Regions from separate parts of the Mus musculus genome. Here region 1 is linked to region 2. Evidence: chromatin contacts called from public HiChIP or PLAC-seq data. All regions are on one chromosome and are shown on one strand. Each heading gives the region's core, a stretch centred on a gene start, on an enhancer-like site or on the middle of the called end of the contact. The rest is flanking DNA. Distances are from core to core; before and after follow the strand shown. Region 1 holds the start of Mucl3 (mucin like 3). Region 2 overlaps Gm41577 (a long non-coding RNA gene).

Region 1 (6,069 bases), core at 2,858-5,357, 46 kb after region 2:
CTGTTTAGGGACAGGGTGTGAAGGAAAACACCCTTATCAGTGGACAGATACGGGCCTTAATTCAGTGAAAGAAAAAAAAACAAAACAAAACACCTAGATAGGAACAGAGGATGTGTTTCCGAATCTGGCCTGAAGAATGAGAACTGGGAGGTTGCCAGGAAGTAGACTTGTAACTGAAACTGTCAACACTGTCAGCTCAAGGTGGCACCTAGAATCTGGACCCATTCCTAGTGGTGGGAAACTGAGATCCACCCACCTTTCCACTGATGAGAACAGGGCTGGGTATTCAGGCCTAGAGAGAACCATGGGAAGATCTGACAAGGGCTTGAGGAGAATAGAGAAGCCGGTGCCCCAGAGGGAAACTGAGTTTTCAGCTGCCAGGGGCAAGGCTCCCTGTCACTCCATTCTCCTCTTCCCTTGACAGAAGTTTCCTCTCAGTTGTTGGGAGCACCATTGTCCAGGTGCCGGAGTAGATCTAGACTGCCCCCAAAGGGGTTAAATGCTTAATCCCCAACTTGGCACCGTGATGGAACCTTCAGTGGGTGGAAGTTGGGTTACTGGAGCATACCCTTGAAGGGACCATTAGGAGGCCAGCTCCTTTCTCTGCCTTTTTCTTGATCAATCAATCGGTGACTGGCTTTGCCCGCCCATACATTCCTATCTGAATGGGCTGCACCAGGGCTAACAGTCATGGATACACTCATCAAAAACTATGACCTCAAACAAAACTTTCATCTTCAGAATTCGATAATCACAGGTACTTGGTTACAGTTACAGAAAGCTAATGCAGTAAGTCAAGCACTTGAATTCTTTCTTTCTTTCTTTCTTTCTTTCTTTCTTTCTTTCTTTCTTTCTTTCTTTTTCGAGACAGGATTTCTCTGTATAGCCCTGGCTGTCCTGGAACTCACTTTGTAGACCAGGCTGGCCTCGAACTCAGAAATCTACCTGCTTCTGCCTCCCGAGTGCTGGGATTAAAGGCGTGTGATTTCTTCCTAGAGACATTCTTTCATGATTGGGCTTCCACACCTCACCAGGCTCTTAGAAGCTGTGAGTCTCCTGCATTTTTCCATCGATGAAACTAGAACCTTGCAGAAAAAGTGGCCAGCCCTTAGCAATAGCACTGGTAACTCTCGCTGAGTATTTCCTGAAAGCCTCATCTATTTGTCTCAAGAACCTCTTGAGGGTGAGAATTATTTTCTGTTCTCCCAACTTTTAGACCCAAGGAAACAAGGTTCAGAGTGGTTAAGTAATCTCAGGGACACCCAGCAAGGGAGAGGGGGTGTCAGAGCATATCAAGTCAAATCAAGATTCAAGGCCAGCCTGGTCTCTTGAGGAGGGGGAAGGGCCCTCAAGCAGCTCTTGTGACCCAGTTTGACATAGAAATCCCAAAAGGGAAGAGAAAAACCACAGAAGTAGGGCTGTCTAAAGCTATGAGGACGGTCTAGAGACATAGCTCAGTAGTTAAGAGCACTGACTGCTCTTCCAGAGGTCCTGAATTCAATTCCCAGCAACCACATGGTGGCTCACAACCATCCTTAATGAGACCTGACTCCCTCTTCTGGTGTGACTGAAGACAGCGACAGGACAGTGAACTCACATACATACAATAAATAAATCAGTCTTTTAAAAGAGAGAGAGAGAGAGAAAGAGAGAGAGAGAGAGAGAGAGAGAGAAGAAAAAAGACTTTAGAATGCACACTGCCTTCCACTATGTACATTAAGGAAAAAAGGAAAAGAGAAAAAACAACAAATTTACTTGTGACTCCCAAAGGTTGAAAGACCCAGGAGTGACATCTCCTGTGTTAACGAGTGATGTCGCAAGGTACACGATTTAATCTGTGTATATGATTTAATCTGTGTGCACGATTTAATCTGTGTGCACGATTTAATGCTGTGTGCAGGATTTAATGCTGTGTGCAGGCTCTGGACCTCTGCACCAACCTGCCTCTGGGGGCAAACAGGTATCATGGACAGACGCTGAGCCACACCAGAACAGTGTTCCAGGGGCTTCACCCACCCTGGGTGACCTCTTCTCTCCCTCCCTTGACTTCTTTCTCTGCTAAACCCAGACATATGCCCAGCCCTGGCTCACAGCCCATACTTTGTCCTCATTACATGTTACCAACTCGCTCAGATGTACCTGTGAACCCCGAATCTTCTCCCTGCATTCTGCCCCTCTCCTACTCCCACCCCCACCCCCCTCCCCGCTGCCATGCTCCAAGAGCCCTCCCTGACCACGCCCCTTACTCCTGCCGAATCCTGCCTTCTGTCCTGATGAAAATCTCCAGGTGACTATAGCGAGCTTTCTCCTGTGTTCTAATGCACGAGCTTTCTCCTCTGCGACCCTACAGATCTGTTCTGCTTGTGCAGCAGCTTGGCACCAGGTAGACCTCCGCTGACGCGGGGAAAGAGGAGCAGGTAAGTTCAGAGACAGGGAAGCTGAGACTTCAGGGAGCTTCAGCTCCCTGGGTAGGAGGAGCATGGATTTCAGGTCGGGATACCAACAGAGTCCTCTGTAAAATAAAGGCTGTCAGAGGCACTGAAAGAGTCTCAGCTGGGCGTGGTGGCGCACGCCTTTAATCCCAGCACTTGGGAGGCAGAGGCAGGAGGATTTCTGAGTTCGAGGCCAGCCTGGTCTACAAAGTGAGTTCCAGGACAGCCAGGGCTACACAGAGAAACCCTGTCTCGAAAAACAAAACAACAACAACAAAAGAGTCTCAACCCCTGCCCCTGCCATTCCATGGGACCCCAGCGAGATCCTGAGCTCGGGGTAGGAGCCTCCACCTAGTTTTACCCCTAGCTGAGCCTTCTTGGAAGAATATGCTGCTTGTTATGCCCCAAGAGCTTCCAGAATTAACCCCCTCCCCTCCTGCCCCATCTCTAACATCTTAGAGATGTGGGAACTCTGCTTTTCTGTCTATACAATGGAGACCCTCCTGTAGAGGCCTCAGCCCCCTCACAGTTCCCCTACATTTGCCATCTCTGCTCCCTGGCACTGTCTCAGCACTGTCTGTTAATGAAGTGAACCAACTTAGCAATGCCACCTTCTACCCTAGCATCATCTGCCATATTAAACTTTCCTTCCTTCCTTCCTTCCTTCCTTCCTTCCTTCCTTCCTTCCTTCCTTCCTTTCCTTCCTTCCTTCCTTCTTTTTCTTTTCTTTCTTCCTTCCTTTCTTTCTATTTTTTTCTTTTTGTTGTTGTTGTTTCTTGAGACAGGGTTTCTTTGTGTAGCCCTGGCTGTCCTGGAACTCACTCTGTAGACCAGGCTGGCCTCAAACTTAGAAATCTACCTGCCTCTGCCTCCCAAGGGCTGGGATTAAAGGTGTGTGCCACCACTGCCCAGCAAACTTTTCTTATCAAACCTATCAGATGGGGACAGCACCTTGTTGAGCTGCCACAAGGGTAAAACCCCCAGAACCATGTTTGATGCTGAGCGGGTTGTACCCTAGTTACTGGCACTGACGGGCAGCATCCTTCCTGCCTTAACATTGGCGAGTGAGTCAAATGGAGGAGACAGGTCTGCAAAGAGCCTTCTGAAGCCCTCCCGTGCCCTTGTCCCACAGAACTTGCCCCTTTCAGCTGTGTGACTTCAGGTATGCTCTCTTTACCTCTCCAAATATACCTCTTCCACTGGAAGATAGATACCCTTGACCTTCAGTGGGATATTAAGGAGATGATGGGAGCTAAGAACCATGAGAATCAATGAGCTCCTGACGTAGTAAATGCCCAGTGTGTGCTAGCTCCTTCTCCTGCTCCCTAGAGCTAAGCCCACACACTATATGCAAGCTTGAAGCTCTGGGCAGGTATAGCCCCTCAGACCACGTCTCAAAAGAAACAGCAGGATGGAGATTCCTCTCCTGTATGACCTGCATACACAGGGCAACTCTTCATGGCTACCCATACCTCTTGCCTCATTCATTTCTGTGAGTGGTCATCCAGACCAATCAATACTGAGATTGCAAGCCCTCCCCCTCAATAACGGTGACCCCTTTACCTACCTGCCTCCCAAGAAGCCGGAAAGAAGAGGAGGCAGATGAAGAAGCCAAAAGTAGAATAGAGGCCACTGGTCGGCTGAGCCATGTCAGAGCTGGGAGGCTGCTCAGGGACTATGGACCAGGGACCCTTCATCTTATAAGGGGTCAGATTTGACGTCACAGGGGCTGGGGCTACTCTGAACTAAGCCTTAAGCAAATGGACCTGCCCCACCCCACAGGGGCGCCCTGATAATGGGAGACCGCAGCTATGTCATGGAGCTAGGTACCTGGGTTCCACCAAAGGGGTGGGATCTGGGGACACGAGAAGGATCTGGGTGGAGTACCTGGCCAGCCTCCTGATCCAGCCCCTACAGAAGAAAGGGCTAGTACTGGGTAGCCTGCAGGTTCTGAGCCACTGTCCATGCTCTTGAAGGATTGGACAGAGCGCTGGACCGGTCCGGGCTCTGGGAGGAGGTGCACACTCACCCTCCTGTGTCTCTGGCGTCAGCCAGCTCCACGCCCCTTACTCACACATGGTCACGCTTTCTGCCCTGGGTGGAGCTGTCCCTAGGAACAGGTGAAAGGGCAGGGACTGAGGCAGCCCTCACGTGGCCCGCCAAGTGCTTTCAGATGTGTAAGATGGTAGGACAGGCTGTGGGGGGAAGCTGAGGCAGTGACAGGGACAAGACAGGCAGGGAACCCTGGGACTTACACCACATGTCCAGCCTATTGGACATTTGTCCCTTCTCTCCTTTCCTGTACCATCCCAGTATAGCAGCTGCCTCCGTCTCAAAGCTGCATTTACCCCTGCTCAGAATGCAGACTCCTACAGAATGTGGATACCTATAGGATGTGGACTCACTTCTATAGAATGTGGACTCCTATAGGATGTGCACCTCCTATAGAATGTGGATCCTCTTATAGAATGTGGAATCCTTTAAAATGTGGACCCCTACAGAATATAGACCTTCTATAGACTATGGACCCCTATAGAATGTGGAGCTCTTATAGAATGTAGACCCCCATAGAATATGGAGCTCCTGTAGAATATGGAGTTCCTATAGAATGTGAGCCTCCTATAGAATGTGGAGCTCCTATAGAATGTGAAGTTTCTATAGAATGTAGACCTCTTATAGAGTATGGACCCCTATAGAATGCAAACTCCTATAGAATCTAGCCTCCTATAGAATGTAGAGCTCCCATAGAATGTGGAGCCCTATAGAATGTGGACCTCCTATGTCTAGAAGCTCTGCCTTCCCATTTTCATTGAAAGGTCTCAGCTGTGGGACTCAGGGGGAATTACCTCCATATCTGCTTTGAACCCACACTTGAGAGTTCATCCACTTGGACACCAGTCCCACTGGAGATCTTGGAGAGAGAGAGAAGCCCCCTCCCCTCCCTAAAACTGGTTCCCTGGAAGGCCTCCTACACTGTGAACACCCCCTATAGAATACAGGCTTCCTATAGAATGTGGACCCCTATAGGATGTGGGTCTCCTATAGAATCTGGCCTCCTATAGAATGCAGACCCTTATACAATATTTTTTGTCCCCCTCACATCCATAGCCCCAGTATCTAGGTCAGTGCCCAACATACAGGTGAGTCACCTGGGTGGGCTGGAAGTAGGGCTGCTGTTTCCTGAGGGAAATGGGTAGCAGAGAGAGTGAGGAGATCCTCGGGGAATGCAGGATCTATGGCAACAGGGACACACAGGACTCCCAGTCTGTTGTGACAAGTGCCTACACCCTTAGGCAGGGCTGGATCAGGAAAGAAGGGGAAAGGAGACCAACTGCCTATTAGCTCAGTTAATGGGAGATTAATGAGCCTCCATAGTTGGGTGGAAGACTGATGGCTCAGAACTGGCAGCCTGTAGAATAGACAGGGCAGCCTGCAGGATGAAGAAACTGAGGCAGGCTCTATCTGGGCTTGGGAGTAACTGACACCCTTTTAAATTTATTTATTTATTTATTTATTTATTTACTTACTTACTTACTTAATGTATGTGAGTACACTGTCACTCTCTTCAGACACACCAGAAGAGGTCATCAGATCCCATTACAGATGGTTGTGAGCCTCCTTGTGGTTGCTGGGAATT
Region 2 (6,272 bases), core at 2,832-5,331:
ATGACTATTTCACTGGCTTTATGTATGTGCAGCATGTGTATGCATTGCTCATGGAAGTCAGAATAGAGTGCTGTATCCTCTGAAACTGGCGTTAAAGATGGTCGTTGCAGATTATTGGATTATGGTTCATAGAAAACCTAATTGTTAGTAAAATATACAAGCTTAGAAAGATCCTGAATTTCTGAGTTCGAGGGCAGCCTGGTCTACTGAGTGAGTTCCAGGACAGCCAGGGCTACACAGAGAAACCCTGTCTCGAAAAAAACAAAAAAAGAAAGAAAAGAAAAGAAAAGAAAAGAAAGGAAAGGAAAGGAAAGGAAAGGAAAGGAAAGGAAAGGAAAGGAAAGGAAAGGAAAGGAAAGGAAAGATCCTGAAGTTTGGGTGTGCCTCTAAAGGCTTGATAAATAAGAATCGAAAGTTCCTGTCTATTTTAAGGCAAATTGCTTGGGAGTGGTCTTGTGGTTACTAGGGTGAAATGGTTCAGCCTCTATAGACTTGGATTGGAGCCCCACCCCATGACGGTGACATGGTCAAGTGTGTAGGGGAGGAGCTAGAGATTTCTTTATAGCAGCTGGACTTTTGAGGGCGCTCTTCTGGGGCACTCTCTTTGGGGTCTCTTGTGTTTGGCTTAGAAGAGCTTCATGGAGGAAGCCTCAGGTTAGCGATAGGGATTCTCCAGGTTAGCGATAGGGATTTTCTCGCTGGGCTTGCAGAGAAGCAGCTGGCAGGACACAGATAAAACAGGATTTGAGGGAAGAGACCTAAGGAGCCCTTGTGAATTTGGAGGAGCTCAAAATAAAGATAGATTAGTGTGGTGTGGTAGGATAAAAAGAGATTTCTAAAGAGCTAGCAGTTTAGTTGTAGAATCAGGCTTGTAAAGAGATTATTTTGTAAATAGTTTTAAAAAAAGGTTGCCTTGGTAAGCTAGCAGGTTTTTACCATAGCTCCTGCCCCACATGCTTTTATTGGTATAAATATTAGTTCATTTTAAAAGGATAAAATTCTAGCCACCAGGTATGCGCCAGGAATGGAACCCGGATCCTCTGCAAGAGACTTCAGTCCTGGATTCACAGAGGTGAAGGTGTTCTTGTAGTCAGAGGTCGTCCCTAACTTATGCTTCCTCCTCTTGTGGGATGGCTCAGATTAGACCCATCTCCTGAAATCAGGGCCGCTCTTTGTTGTAGAGCAACGTCCCCAGAACAAACCAGCAACCATCTTCAACCAATCAACACACCCTACTGGTGGGTCTCTGTGAGTTCGAGGCCAGCCTGGTTTACAGAGCTAGTTCTAAGCACAGCCAGGGCTGCACAGAGAAACCCTGTCTCAAAAAACAAAATAAAAATTTAACGTTTTGGGATATAGGGGTGTAGTTGTACCTCTTATTTTCCATACCGTGCACCTTTGTTTTGTGTTGTCTATGAAAGATGAGGAGGGCCTGGTGTTTGGGAGCCATCCATGCCCTGCATTAGTTCTGGTTTGGAGGCTGAGGAGCTGGAGAAAGTGACCATCCCGCACTGGGAGGGTCAGCACCTCAGGATCCAGGAGGAGACATCACACATCCTTGAGGAAGTTTCTAGGTTTGGTTAAAATAGAAGTGGAAAGACCCACCTTAAATGCGGGTGGTATGATCCCGAGAGCAGAGATCCTGAAGTGAATAAAGAAGGGAAATGGAGGGCTGGAGGGGCAGGCTCAGCGGTTATAAGCACTTGCTGCTCTTGTAGAGGACTTGGGTCTGTTCCTAGCACCCACATGGTGGCTCACGGTCATCCATAACTCCAGTTCCAGGAGATCTGATACCCTCTTCTAGACTCCGAGGGTACTAGGTAGACAGCACACGCGTGAACACACACACACACACACACACACACACAGAGAGAGAGAGAAAGAGAGAGAGAGAGAGAGAGAGAGAGCAAGCGAGAGTAACTGCATTCATCTTTTATTCATCTTTTCCCTCTGTTTCCAGATATTGGATACAATGCGACTACCGATCTCTTCAGGTTCCTGCTGCCAGCCTCCCCCACCGTGATGGACTATACCCTAGCATTCCAGTCAAAATAAAGCCAACTTGCCCAAGTTCTCTTTGTCAGGTGTTTTGTGGTAGCAGGAAGAAAGGTCACAAATGCACCCTCTACTAGAACTTTTGTGGGTGCTGGGGATTTCACCCAAGGCTTCCTTAGTGCCAAGTAGGAGCTCTACCACTGAGCTGTGCTCCCCGCCTCTGCCGGTAAGTGCTGCACATGACCAATGCATGAATCAAGTATCTGTGGCCACTTCCCTCCCGAATTCCTTCCGAATGTTTCAAGGTGTCACTACCTGAGCATTCTAACTGTGTGCTCATCACCCTCGGTTTTACTCACGTGTGTAAATGTTTCGGGGGCTGTGGCTTTGCCTCTCGGGGCAGAGGTCAGTGTATAATGGCCTCAGTCATCAATTAAAGAGGCTTTACCGACCCGAACAGGCTGGCTCGGCTCACAAGCTGCCACTTTTAAAAAATCGCAGTGAGCAGCTGCTTCTTAGGTCCAGACCACAAGATGAGCAGCCATTCCTCCTCGAGGAGCCCAGAACACGGCGAGGCTTGATCTTTGGAAGAGAGGCAGGAAAGGAAGACACCGTGTCAAGTCTTAGAGAAACACAGAGGCCTAGGTCATACTTTATTTTTTAAAAAATTATATATGTATATATGTGTGTGTGTGTAAATATAATATAAATTTAAATATAATATACATGTAAATATATAAATATATATTTATGCGCATTTGCCTGAGTGTATGTGTGTGTACCACATGTATACAAGCGCCCATAAACTCGATGAAGGTGTCAGAGCCCCTGAAGGTAGAGTTTCAAGTGGTTATGGGTGACATAGGTGCTGGGAACCAAACCCAGGTCCTCTGCAAAAGCAACAAATGCTCTCAAGTGCTGAGCCATCTCTCTCTCCTTTGTTTCTTGAGGCGGTGTCTCACATAGCCCAGGCTAGCCTCACACTCTCCTTGTAGCTGAGAATGACCGTGAACTTCTGACCCTCCTGCTTCTACCTTCTAGATGGTGAGATCACAGTACCCATCACCGTCCCTACTTTATACAGTGCTGGTGACCAAACTCAGGGCTTCTTGTATGTGACGTAAGCTCTCGACTGAATTACATCTTCCTAACTCTGTAGTTTATACTTGCCTCAGACTCACAATCCTCCTGCCTCAGCCCTGAAGTGCTAGGATTACTGTGTTCAGCACACCTAACTTGTGTTTGTATTTTTTAAAAAAGATTTATTTATCTTATTTTCTGTGTGTGAATACACTATAACTGTCTTCAGACACACAAGAAAAGGGTATCGGGTCCCATTACAGATGGTTGTGAGCCATTACAATGTGGTTGCTGGGATTTGAACTCAGGACCTCTGCAAGAGCAGTCAGTGCTCCCAACACTGAGCCATCTCTTCAGCCCTTTTGTTTGTATTTTTGTGTTTTCTTTCTGACTGCCACTTCCCCTTTTCTGTGCTCTCTCCCCTTCCCCCTTTGCCCTTTCTGCCTTCTCTTCAGCCTCTCAACATTCCTTCTCCTTCCCCTTCATCTTTCCTACAGTTTCTTCTTTCTTTTCTTTCTGTCTCTCCCTGTGTCTCAGCAAAGTTCTCTCTCACACCCCAAACCCACTCCTGCCTCCTTTCTACCCCAGTTCCCAATACTCCCTCAAATGCATCCTGTGGTGGTTTGAGTAGGAAAGTCCCTCATAGGCTCTGGTATTGAACACTTTGTCTCCAGTTGGGGTCGCTGTTGGGTAGGTTTAGGAGACTGACACTGGCAGAGGAAGTGTCCCTGTGGGTGGGCTTTGTTTATGACTTTACCCTCCTAGTTTGCTCCATCTGCTCTGTGGTTTTGGTTGAGGCTCTGAGCTCTCACATAAGACCAGCACACGATCAAGATAGTAGACACCCCAGCATGAATGGGGAGAGACTCGGGAGATCTCACCCCAAACTCACTCCATCTGAGGAGCTATTGTCAGCTGCTGGCTGCTGGTGCAGGTAGATGGTTCTCCTCTGGGGGTGTGGCCAATGGTAGATCATCCATGTTCCTTTAGGCAGCTCCTGCTTACTCAGTGAGTCACTGGAAAAATAAAGAAAATGTGAAAATATGAACGGGGTGTGCTGGGGTGTGCTGGGTGGACTGGGGTGTGTGTGGGTGAAGGTGAGGGGTTGTTTTGGGGTGTGAGGCATTGTGAGAGGGATATGTTGGCACAGAGGAGCTGAAAGTGGGTATGGTCAAGGTCCAGTATATACATGTATGTAATTATTAAAGAATAAATGAAAGCTCTGGCCAGAGATGTCCTGAAATCCTCATTTTTCTTGCTTCCTTCCCATTCACGCTGGGGATCCCCTGGCTGTGTGTGTGTTTGTTTGCTGGGGCTTGGTGGAGCTTTCTGGCCTGATTCTGTCCTCCATTTTCCCCTTGTTCAGTGGTCAACCTGCTCTTGGTTTTTGCTTTTGTTTGTGTTTTGTTCCGTACTCCTTATACTGCCCTGCTGGCTGGCTTCCTGTTATGGCAGGCCTAACTCCTGACTCCTCTGTGTGGCATCCTTAGCGCTGTGTTAACCCCACCGTTTTTCCTGTGCTACGCTTTCTAGCTCCACAATCTTTCTGACCCTCGTTGGCCGCGCCCTGGCTTGTAGTTGCAGCCTGTATTCTTGGATTCTTGTTTCTTTCCCCAAATTCTTCATGGTCCACCTGTCTCCTGCCTGTGAGCAGCCCCACCTCTGAGCCAAGTTTCTAGCCTCCCTCTGGGGCAGGACAATTGAAAAGCCTTGGGCACAGCCTGCCACTCATCTGTCTATAAACCTGTCTCTTTGCCCACACGGTGACCTGCAGGTCATCCCTGGAGCCTTCCCCGCCCTGTGTGTCCCGTCTCCCCATCTTCTTGGGACCTTCTCAGGCTCCAAGCAGGCTCTTTGTACATTTAATGCAAGGATGAAGGAAGGATGGAGGTCTTAAAATAAAGGTATGGCTGAAGAGGAGAGAGCTCTGTGACGAATCAGGTAGCTGAGCAATGAATCACTGCTTCAGGATATCATTTTATAAAACCCTTTACATTGTTCTTATTTTAACGCGGTAAAATTTACAACACTGTAATGTACAGATCTTTTTTTCCCCCCCTGTGGTTTTTCGAGACAGGGTTTCTCTGTGTAGCCCTGGCTGTCCTGCTGGAACTCACTTTGTAGACCAGGCTGGCCTCGAACTCAGAAATCTGCCTGCCTCTGCCTCCCGAGTGCTGGGATTATAGGCATGTGCCACCATGCCCGGATGTTGTTTTCTTCTTCTTCTTCTTCTTCTTCTTCTTCTTCTTCTTCTTCTTCTTCTTCTTCTTCTTCTTCTTCTTCTTCTTGTACAGATCTTAAATATTCATAAATCTTATGGTTTTTAAACATTGAATTTATTTTTATTTATTTATTTTTATTTTGTTTTTTTTAAAGATTTGTTTATTTATTTTATGCATATGAGTACACCATTGCTCTCTTCAGACACACCAGAAGAGGGCATCGGATCCCATTACAGATGGTCGTGAGCCACCATGTGGTTGCTGGGAATTGAACTTAGAACCTCTGGAAGAGCAGTCAGTGCTCTTAACCGCTGAGCCATCTCTCCAGTCCCTATTTTTATTTTATGTGTATGGACATTTTACACGTATGTGAGGGCCCCATGTGCACGTGTTGCTTGCAGGTCAGGAGAGGGCATCAGAGTGCCTGGGACTGGAATTACAGATGGTTATGAGCAGCTATGCATTGCTGGGAGCCAAACCAGGGTCCTCAGAAAGAGCAACATTCTTAACCACGGATCTGTCTCTTTAGCCCAATCTTGACACATTTTTAGCTGTGCCAGTAAGAGCACAGCCAACATATCAACTGTTTCCGGTACCAAGGAAGCTTCCTTTTCTACAACTCCATTCTCAGGAGACCCAGTCACCGTAAGTCAGTCTTACCTGTGTTGTCTTTTTGCTTTTCTGTGTGTATTCGTTTGTTTATTTTTGAGGCAGAGTCTCTCTCTGTAGTACTGGCAGTCCTGGAACTCACAGAGACCCACCTGCCTCTACCTCTGGAGTGTTGGGATTAAAGTTATGCGCTACCATGGCCAGGTTCATTTCATTTTCTTTTTTTCTTCCTTCTTCCTGGCCTCCTTCCTCCCTTGAGTACTAGAGATTAAATATACGTGCTAGACAGCCTGTATATATTACTAAGCCATACTCCTAGCTCTTTAAAAGATACTTGTGTGCGCATGCATACAGGTGTTCATGTGT

The links. HiChIP or PLAC-seq counts read pairs in DNA pulled down with a chosen protein or histone mark.
Region 1: an HNF4G HiChIP or PLAC-seq map of pancreatic cancer cells shows a contact between it and region 2. The contact joins the promoter of Mucl3 here to the enhancer-like site in region 2. A contact is called at or near these places in 16 of 39 promoter capture datasets (the 3T3-L1 cell line, 3T3-L1-derived adipocytes, the C10 cell line and 10 more), 2 of 15 datasets of contacts at CTCF or cohesin (both in embryonic stem cells), 93 of 484 Hi-C or Micro-C datasets (the AML12 cell line, B cells, the C2C12 cell line and 42 more), 15 of 115 datasets of contacts at active chromatin or transcription factors (CD8 T cells, the NIH/3T3 cell line, a colorectal cancer cell line and 7 more) and 5 of 9 other capture datasets (adipose tissue, embryonic stem cells, liver and 2 more).

What each region holds. Positions count from the first base shown.
Region 1 is chr17:35,639,588-35,645,656 of GRCm38.p6, forward strand. Mucl3 (mucin like 3) reads right to left here and starts at 4,108. Exons shown (of 3, transcript NM_001033366.3): 1 at 4,000-4,108. The coding sequence starts at 4,081.
Region 2 is chr17:35,593,505-35,599,776 of GRCm38.p6, forward strand. It overlaps Gm41577 (a long non-coding RNA gene), which reads left to right. Exons shown (of 3, transcript XR_876776.1): 3 at 1,961-2,070. Among named protein-coding and RNA genes, the nearest start is that of Gm41577, 8.0 kb to the left of the region's middle. Within about 2 kb of position 4,082, at least 12 of the 459 cell types and tissues checked have an H3K27ac peak or open chromatin away from gene starts, as enhancers often do. A contact at or near this core is called in the HL-1 cell line and pancreatic cancer cells, where this site is marked.